Linked DNA regions of Rattus norvegicus: region 2 is linked to region 1. Evidence: chromatin contacts called from public Hi-C data. All regions are on one chromosome and are shown on one strand. Each heading gives the region's core, a stretch centred on a gene start, on an enhancer-like site or on the middle of the called end of the contact. The rest is flanking DNA. Distances are from core to core; before and after follow the strand shown.

The links. Hi-C and Micro-C count contacts between places; a contact is called where the count stands out from the background.
Region 2: a Hi-C map of kidney shows a contact between it and region 1, with 8 times the contacts expected there. The contact joins the enhancer-like site here to the promoter of Atad1 in region 1. A contact is called at or near these places in 12 of 12 Hi-C or Micro-C datasets (the A7r5 cell line, the Rat2 cell line, Schwann cells and 7 more) and 1 of 1 datasets of contacts at active chromatin or transcription factors (oligodendrocytes).

What each region holds. Positions count from the first base shown.
Region 1 is chr1:240,000,121-240,004,490 of GRCr8, forward strand. It overlaps Atad1 (ATPase family, AAA domain containing 1), which reads right to left and starts at 1,837. Exons shown (of 10, transcript NM_001035002.1): 1 at 1,810-1,837.
Region 2 is chr1:240,539,269-240,543,638 of GRCr8, forward strand. All of the region lies in intron 4 of Rnls (renalase, FAD-dependent amine oxidase), which reads right to left. Among named protein-coding and RNA genes, the nearest start is that of Rnls, 180 kb to the right of the region's middle. Within about 2 kb of position 1,938, at least 43 of the 93 cell types and tissues checked have an H3K27ac peak or open chromatin away from gene starts, as enhancers often do. A contact at or near this core is called in kidney and liver, where this site is marked.

The DNA.
Region 1 (4,370 bases), core at 587-3,086:
TTCAGTCAGAGCTGTGTTCAGTGGCACAAGCCTGTCAATCTCAACACTCAGCAGACTATAAGGAAGACTGAAGGTCCAAGGTTAAGGAGCAAGGCTAACCTGGGCTACAATGGGTTCAAGATTAATCTAAAGTACATAAAACATTCCTGCCTCCAAAATCCAAGAATTTAAACTGGCACATTGAAATGCCATCTACTGGGCAGTCCCTGAATCACAATGATAAATCAGGGTTATGGGTTATTCCTAAAGCATAGTTCCTTAAAGTCATGAAGACAGTAACAATTTTTTATTTTTGCTTATGGAGAGATAAGGTTTCTCTGCATAGTCCTGGATGGCCTGGAACTCACTCTGTAGACCTGGGGCTGTCCTCAAACTAAGAGATCTGCCTGTCCCTGCCTCCCAAGAGCTGGAACTAAGGCTGTTTGTCACCATACCTGGTAACAGTAACAATTTTTTAATCCTATCGAAAAAACCACCAACAGACAAATCTCTTGCTTCTATGTCTTCCTAGTCCAGTATTAACATTGACTCAAGGCAGATTTAAGACAATTGACTCCGTGTCTAGGCAGAGGTTGGTGGTGGTAGCAGCAGCTAAAATTTGAGTAAAGAGGAAACCCATAGAATGGGAGGATGTCTTTACCAACTGTCTGACAGAGGATTAATGTCCACAATATATAAAGAACTCGAAAAACTGTCGGCTGATGGTGGCTGACGCCTTTAATCTTGGCACCTGGGTGGTAGAGGCAGGCAGATGTCTAAGCTGGAGACCAGCCTGGTCTTCAGAGTTCCAGGACAGCCAGGGCTACTCAGAGAAACCGTATCTCAAAACTCAAACATAAAAACAAAAGACTACTGCTCCTCTAAATCCTTAAGTGACTTCAAAATCCTGAAATGAAACTGAAACATTCTGCTTTGTAGGCAGTGACTGGAAATACTTTCTTTATACAGTCTCCACAGATGAGATATATATATACATATCCATCTATCATTCATAAAACCTAAGCATGATAGATATATCCACGATGCGAAATAGCTGCAAGTGTAGAGAATGTATTTCAATTTTGCATCAACACTTATTTTATCAAAATATACGCATTGCTGCATACAGCTAAGAAACACCACAAGACCAGTGAAATTCACAATCACCTTTAAACGAATATAATTTTAAATCTTTTCACTTTAAACTCTGGTTTCGGTGTCGATACCCTGTCTCTGAGCAACTTACTAACGTTTATACTGCAGTATTTCCTAAGTTCACTGCAGTGTTCTACAAATGGTCTCTCAACTCAAAGTCCCAACTCTGTGCCTATCAAGGCCCTGAAGACGCAGCCTGTGACAATGAATTAGGCCAGGCTTCGCGTAGAGGGCAGGTCCTTATTAACATCAGCATCTTGTGTGAAAGCATGGCCAGCACTGAAGAAACACCTCCGCCTCTGCACAAAGAGGGAGGAGCAGGGCCGGCACGAGCGGACCGGCTCCTTCCAGCCGCCCTCTTACAAGCCTGGTCCTGAGGTCGCCCTGAGGGCCCCCAATCCTCCAGTGACCAGGCCGCCTACAAGAGATGTCCTTGTGAGTGGCCGGAGTCTCCCGCCAGCGCTGAGACCTAAGGGCTTGCGCCGGGCCGGGCGCCAAGGCGAGGCCCCGGACGCCCTTGGAGGTTAATCCGCTGGATCCGGGCGGCGCTCAAATGTGACCAACGTGGGGGCAGGTGACTGTCGGGCTGGTCTCCCCAGGTGAGCGCCAGGCCCTGGGGGACCGGGAGGGATAGGGGACGCACCTGGCCCGGCCCCGCGGGAACCCGCTACTCACCCAGAGGTAAGACCAGAGACGACAGAAGCATTAGCCCGGCCTCGCACAGGAAAGAAATGCGGCCTGGGAGAGAACGCTTCCGGGGGCTGGAGCCCCGCCCCCGCACGGAGCATGCGCAGTCCCTGCCGAGCCGGTGTGCCAGTCTAAGGCACCGAGACGGTGGCGCAGTGCAGGGCGATCTAGTTTCCCCAACCTACACTAATAGCGATCTAGTATCCGCTGTGCCGATACATTCAGAAAGGTAGATAGGATGAACAGAGTGCTCTCCAAAGGGCTCTTAGTTCAGCTTCAGAGACTCAGAAACCTAACTGGGAAAGACGCTTGACACATGAAATCCCTTGCTACTCTGGAGCTGTACACAACCCTGAGAGAGAGAGAAGCCTTTTACAGAAGGCAAAGAAATGCTTCCCTGGTTTGATAAACTTCCACCACCCGCTGCAAGTCCTCACGCTGCTGCGCAGACGCGCATGGCCTCACCATCTGCCTTTCGGTTTCTAGGGTGAGCTCACCCCTCCTCCCCCATCTCTGTACTGATGACACCTGGAGGTGGTGCCTGAGAGACTGCTGAACGCTTGAGCAGTCAGGCAGACAAGAGAGGTCTGGCAGTTGGGTCAGAATAGGGCATCTGGTGACAGGTTTTGCATATTGATGGCTTTTTTTTTTCATTTACCCCTTCCTCTTGCGAAGTGAGGGACGTGACACCAAGATTCCAAGGAACCATATCTAAAAGCCAGCCACTTCTGAATATATACACTACCAAGGAACAAGATAAGTAAACACTGCCTCTAAACAAAAGGGACATCATCGCTTCAGATAAAGGCAGTGGGACTACGAAGGAATAAGACAGATTTCTTAAGACCTCTTTATATTCCTGGAGGAGGCAATTTGTTTCGCTCTGTTGTCAGGATCATCTTTAAGGACTAAGGAATTCTGCAGCCAAGCTGGGCTTAGTATTCCATGCCTGTTTTTCCAGCATTGGGATGGCTAAGCAAGGAGAATTGCTTTATATCCTGGACCACATAGTAACACACTGCTTCCTCCCTCTGCTGACAATTATATTAGTAAACAATGTTTGTCAATAGCTGTGGGGAGAGACAGCCCAGCAGTGCTGCCAGGTCCTGGAAAGTTCCTTGTTAAAGGACTGTATTGGGGTTCACTAGAATGAATAGATATTAAGGAGTTTGGGTTTTTGTTTTAATTTTAGGTTGGTTGACACAGCGTAGTCTTGAGTGGTCCAACAATGGCTGTTCTGGTAGCTGCACAGTGCTGGAGGATACATGCCTCAGCCGTCCAACAAGACTCCAAAAGCTTTAAGGATGCCTGGAGACCACTACTACTAGTCTTTAGGAGTAAGAATCTGGATTCTGATTTCAGTGAAAGATGCCAGAGACAGCAATATTAACAATGGCAGAAATACTAGAAACTCGCCAGCATATGAAAAGGCAAGCAAAATGAATGTAAATCTTTGGGGCTCCCTTATGTTTGGGCCAATATCTGGTCTGCTCAAGTTCACAATGAGTCTATCAATTAGCCTAGTCCAGAGATTCCTTCTCAAGTATGCCTAGGGACTTTTCTCTGTGATTCTAGACCTTGTCGGTTCTGTCAGTTGACAGTATTGCCATCACTGTCGCTGGGACCTCCAGATAAAGTCAGATCCTTGACTATGCATTCTCCTCCTCCTCCTCTCATCATCAACAATACATAAAAAGGAGTTAAGACAAAACGGGGAAACTGGAAAGATGGCTCAGTGGTTAAGAGCTCTGTCTGCTCTTCCAGAGGTCCTGAGTTCAATTCCCAGCAACTACACAGTGGCTCACAACCATCTGTGATGAGATCTGATGCCCTCTTTTGCTGCCATGCTTGAAGATAGTAACAGTGTACTCATACACATAAAATAAATAAATCTTAAAACAAAGTGGGTTTATTAAGTAAAGATATGTGATAATACATCTGGTCCAAGCTTGGAGACTTGGGGGCAGAGAGTCATAAGACAGTATACATGATCAAAATAAATGTTGATGCTTATTTCCTTTCCAGTGGTCTGCCTATCTCTGCTGTACCTAATGTTTTAATTTAGGAGATTTCTTTCATCTAGGCCTTAAGAGATCAAATTACTGCCCAAAGGACGCTCCATCCTACCACAAGGACAACTGCTCAACTGTGTCCATAGCAACTGTATTCATCAGAGCCAGAAAGTGGAAACAAACTAGATGTCTCTCAACATTAGAATGGAAAAAGAAAATGTAGTACATTTACACAATGGAGTATCACTCAGCTGTCTTTTTAAAAAAAAAAGGGATTGGGGATTTAGCTCAGTGGTAGAGCGCTTGCCTAGCAAGCGCAAGGCCCTGGGTTCGGTCCCCAGCTCCGAAAAAAAGAAAAGAGAAGAAAAAAAAAAAATGACACCATGGGATTTGCAGGCAAATGGATGGAACTAGAAAAAAAAAATCCTCTTGAGTGAGCTAACCCAGACCCAGAAAGACACACATGGCATGCACTCACTTATAACAGAAACTAGCTGATAGTAAAAGATAACCAGGCTACAGTCCACAGGCCCAGGG
Region 2 (4,370 bases), core at 688-3,187, 540 kb after region 1:
CAGCTCTTCCTCTACATGAGAGAAGTCCTCATGCATAATTAGCCATTTATAATGACCTAGTAGGGAAATGGAAGTTCACAGTCTTTCCTAACGTTGTATACTGATAAGTCAATCAATTCCGACTTAAATCTGAACTTCTTAGGTGCCAAGTATAGGATGTGTGGCTTTCAATAAATGCTCGACACCTAGGAGCCATGGCTTTTGAATCCCTCAGTAGGAAATTGTAATCACTATTCCTACAGCCTCAGTACCACTTAAGAGACCACATAGCCACATCATATAGATCATAACATACAACATGCAGAGAGCACTTAGAGCTACTCCAGGGAAGAGCGATCAGAAGTATGCTGGAGGTACGCTGACAGAAAAGAGACAAACACGGTGGTTTGTCTAAGTTGAGGGAGAACAGTCCTAGTTCAGCTGGCAGGTGGTGTCTTTCGCTTATGAAGTGTGAAGCACTAGGGAGAGCCTAGTGTGAACTAACCACCAAAGCCACACTTAACAGCGCTGGTGCCATGGCAACCGAGTCAGCAGCTTAGTTAGCGTCCGTCTCGCCTGGCTTTGGTGCTTGTTAGCTGTGTGACCTTGGTCAGGTCACATGCTCTTTCTGTAGACTCTAAGTAGCCTATCACACAGAAGGTTGTGCTAGTTAAACAGACCATTCAGCCTATGGTTAGACATTCCTTTAGTCCCTGCACTTGGGAGGCAGAGATAAGTAAATCTCTGTGAGTTCAAGGCCAAACTGGCAAGATCCAGGACAGCCAGAGACACCCCCTCCAAAAGACCATTCACTGGGCAGGAGAGAAGGCCCAGTAGGTAGGGGCATTGCAAAGGCGGTTTCAGAGGACCTATCTTCTATTCCCAGCACCGTCAGGACCTCTCACAGCTACCTCACTCCTGTTCCAGGGGATCTGATGCCCTCCTTGGGCCCCTGCTGGCACGAGACACATACACGGTGCACAGGCATACAAGCAGGCAAGGCACCCCCGCACATAAAATGAAATATTACAAAAACATTGCATGCATCAAAAGCACACACACTAAGATGAGACAGAGCTTAGCAGTTGCTACTTCATGTCCTCACCTCTGGGTCTGTAAAGCCACCCGAGGTCTGAGAGGCAGGGTAAAGCAAAACCAAACAAAACCAAAACAAGCCGAAGGGAAAGGCCTTAAGCAAACAGTACAGTCCAGGCTCTCGGAGGTGAGAAGTCTACGGAAGAAGCCCAGAGGATTTTACTGGAGTTACCAGGTAGAACACACAACACCCAGATCTGAATTTCAGATGAACAAGGAATGTCTTCAATGTCCCAAATATTGCACCAGACATTCTTTTACTAAATAAATTATTCATTGTTTATCTGAAATTCTAGTATAAACGGGTGTCAGTGGTTTCATTTACCAAGTCATGCAACCTTGACAGACTGATTTTTGTAAGAAATCTCTTAACCCTGTAAGGAGACTTAGAGCTCAGAGGAACCTGCCTGACCTGGGCAACTGCAAAGCCATCCAGGGAAAGGTCACACCCTCCACCACCCTTTGTTCTGTGAAGCGAGGGCCTCTCGGATAAAAAACCTCAAGTGAGCAATTTTACCTTCCCTGCACCCTCTATCTGAGTCTCCGCAGAGAGTGCTGGGAAAACTGCTGTAGCCTCCTTACCCGCTTGGGTCTCTGCGACCCACGTTTTTCCTTGGGTGAGGCCCTGTGGTCACGCTATAGTGACTGAACCCCTGCCACACCCTGCTTGGTTGCTGTGGGTGGGAGCAGAAGAGGTAGAGACAGGGAGAGGAGAATGCGTAGACATTTGGATCAGCTGGGTTGCGCTCTGTCGGATGGTCTCACGAAACTTTAATTGCTGCTTTGATGCCGAGTGGCAGTGCACCGTCCTTGCCAGGCCTGACTCGAGAGGCTGCTTGCACGGAGTCAGACGTGGCTCTTGTTGCACTTTCGAGCACCTCATGGCAGCGGCTCTTTTACGTTAAGGAGGAAACTCTGTGGTTAAACTGTAGCCTAGGTATTTTTAGAGCCGTTACCATGTTAACCAAATTTCATACATTTCACCTGCAGGATATGCACTAACACCAAGGCCTTCCTTAAAGGCTACCTCCCCAAATAAATAATTAAAATATGTGAACAATTAATACTGTTTTTAGGACTAAGACCATGCTGTCTGAGAACACATTCCCTAGTACTGACACCTTTTCTCTTCTATATTTTTTTCTTTTTTGAATGGATGGACGGTAATGTCTTTAGGAAGTACCTTTTTCTTTGATACAAGTGACTTGAAGGGCTAGAACCAAAAGCTTAAAGCTGGTTAGTTCTAAAGGTCAGAGCCCGAAGGCAGCGACTCCTTTGTTAATCATTAAGCTTTTCTAAGCTTCTTCTGACAGAATTCTGGCTTTGTGCCCCCTGTCTTGGGTCATTTTACACTGTGAATCCTTATGCTGCTCCAGCTCTTAAGAATGCAGCAAAGGTTAGGAGAAAGACATAGCTCTTGTTGCTGTTTTCTCCTAGTCAATCTGGCATCGCCCTTATGCTTTCGGGAGGCAGAGGCAGTTTGTGTCGAGGGCATCTTCACTCGCCCAGCTGGAGAGCATTTAAAGAGGACCCATGGGTCCAGATGTGATGGAAGGAACACCCACTTAGCCATAAAGTGAGAGTCCCCATCGTTGCTGACCAGTGACTTTCACCACTAATCCCATCACTGAAAGTTCAAGATAGAACAGAACAACTGAGTGCTATCAAATATTATCTTCCACCATCAGCTTTGACATACTTAGAATCCGCTGTGTTAGCCCAATGAGGTTCAAATGACAAGATGTCTCACTGCCAAGTTCAATGCCAGTTTATCTTCTAGTCATCTGAATAAAAGTCACTCCGCACCAAAAAAATTCCCTTAAACACAACTAAATTCGGTTTTATGGACCAAGGGACATTAAGCTGCTAAAACACATGCTTTCAAAGTCGAATGTGGAAAAGCTGCCCTGTTTCTCAAGGGAAAAAATACACAGTTAAACCTTGCTTATTCATAATAACCCAAACTTCCGGAAGGCTTAAGCATTTGGAATTGCTCCAAACCCAAAAGAGGGGAGGAGGGAAAGGGAAGGGTTTGGAGAGCAAGGGGATGGGGAGGGGGGTTGGAGGAAGAGAGGGACAGAATGAACCAGCAGCAAGCAAGCCAGTTTTTAGAAGTAGACCTGAAACCCTAGCAACACTGAAAGGAGACCTGGAGCTTGCATCTGATTGGCTTACCAGCCAGAAGGAATGCTGAGCTCTGATTGGCTAGTGATGATGTCTCCAAATAATCAGCCTTTTGCAGGGAAGCAAATTTATCTGGCAGAAAAGACAGGAGGTAGAAGAAGCAGGCAAGAAGCAAAGGGAGGGGGACAGGGCAAAATGAATGGCAGGTTATTTGTAACAAAGGTGGCAGCTGAGATGACAAGGAGGACAAAAATAACTATTTATGTAACTGTTTACAGTTTTTACAAAATGGGCTCCGTATAATCACTGATATTGTCTTCAGAAGGACCTTCAAGGATTGCAGAAGTGAAATGACATTCCCTAGGTTACACAGCTAGTAAGAAAAAAGCTGAGCTCATCCAGCTCTAATCCAGGGCTGTTGACACCACAGTCTCTGGAGAGAACAATTTGGAGTTCTTCTGAGGAACAGAGAGCTAATCCTCTGATCACAGACCACCAGCAGCCACATGAGCTACAGTTTAGTGGGAGATGCAGAAAGGGTGAAGGGCTCCCTGCCCTTCGCTACACAGAGCTTGAAAACATCGCCCAAGGAACATCTCCATGCACGTTAGGAAGAACAGCCCCCCCCCCCGTTGTCCCAGCTAAAAACATGCAGATCACTTATATCTCAACTTTCTTTCCATATGCAATGCCTCCGTAAGGCCTGCGGATGCCACGTCTAAACCACTGAAGTCAGGTGCTTATGTCATACCGCTGGTTGCCATGTTCTCCTCTGAGCCACTGTACTCTGTACTGGGGCCTCAGTTCGCTGCTCCAGTTTTGTTTTGTGCTTCCCTTGCTCCCCTAACTTCATCTTTGTCCTGCTCAATCGATACTTTGGAACATGCTACACTATAAATGAAATTCAAGGTTCCTAGCAGGGTCCAGCCTGAGTTCACTGTGAGTGCCTCTGCCTAGGGCATATTGCTCTGCACATGGAGGCCTCCTTTGTGTACCTAGAGCAGAACTTCTCACCCCAGCAGAGGAGCCTTTAGCCAGGCTGCTCTTGTCGTCACGTCATCAGACTGCAGGCTCCCAGGGCCTTTCCTACGAGCTGGTCTAAGTTCCCTGCTATTTCTTTCATGAATTCCTTTTATTGGCTTCCTGTTGATTTCTTGACCGAAGAATTGTTT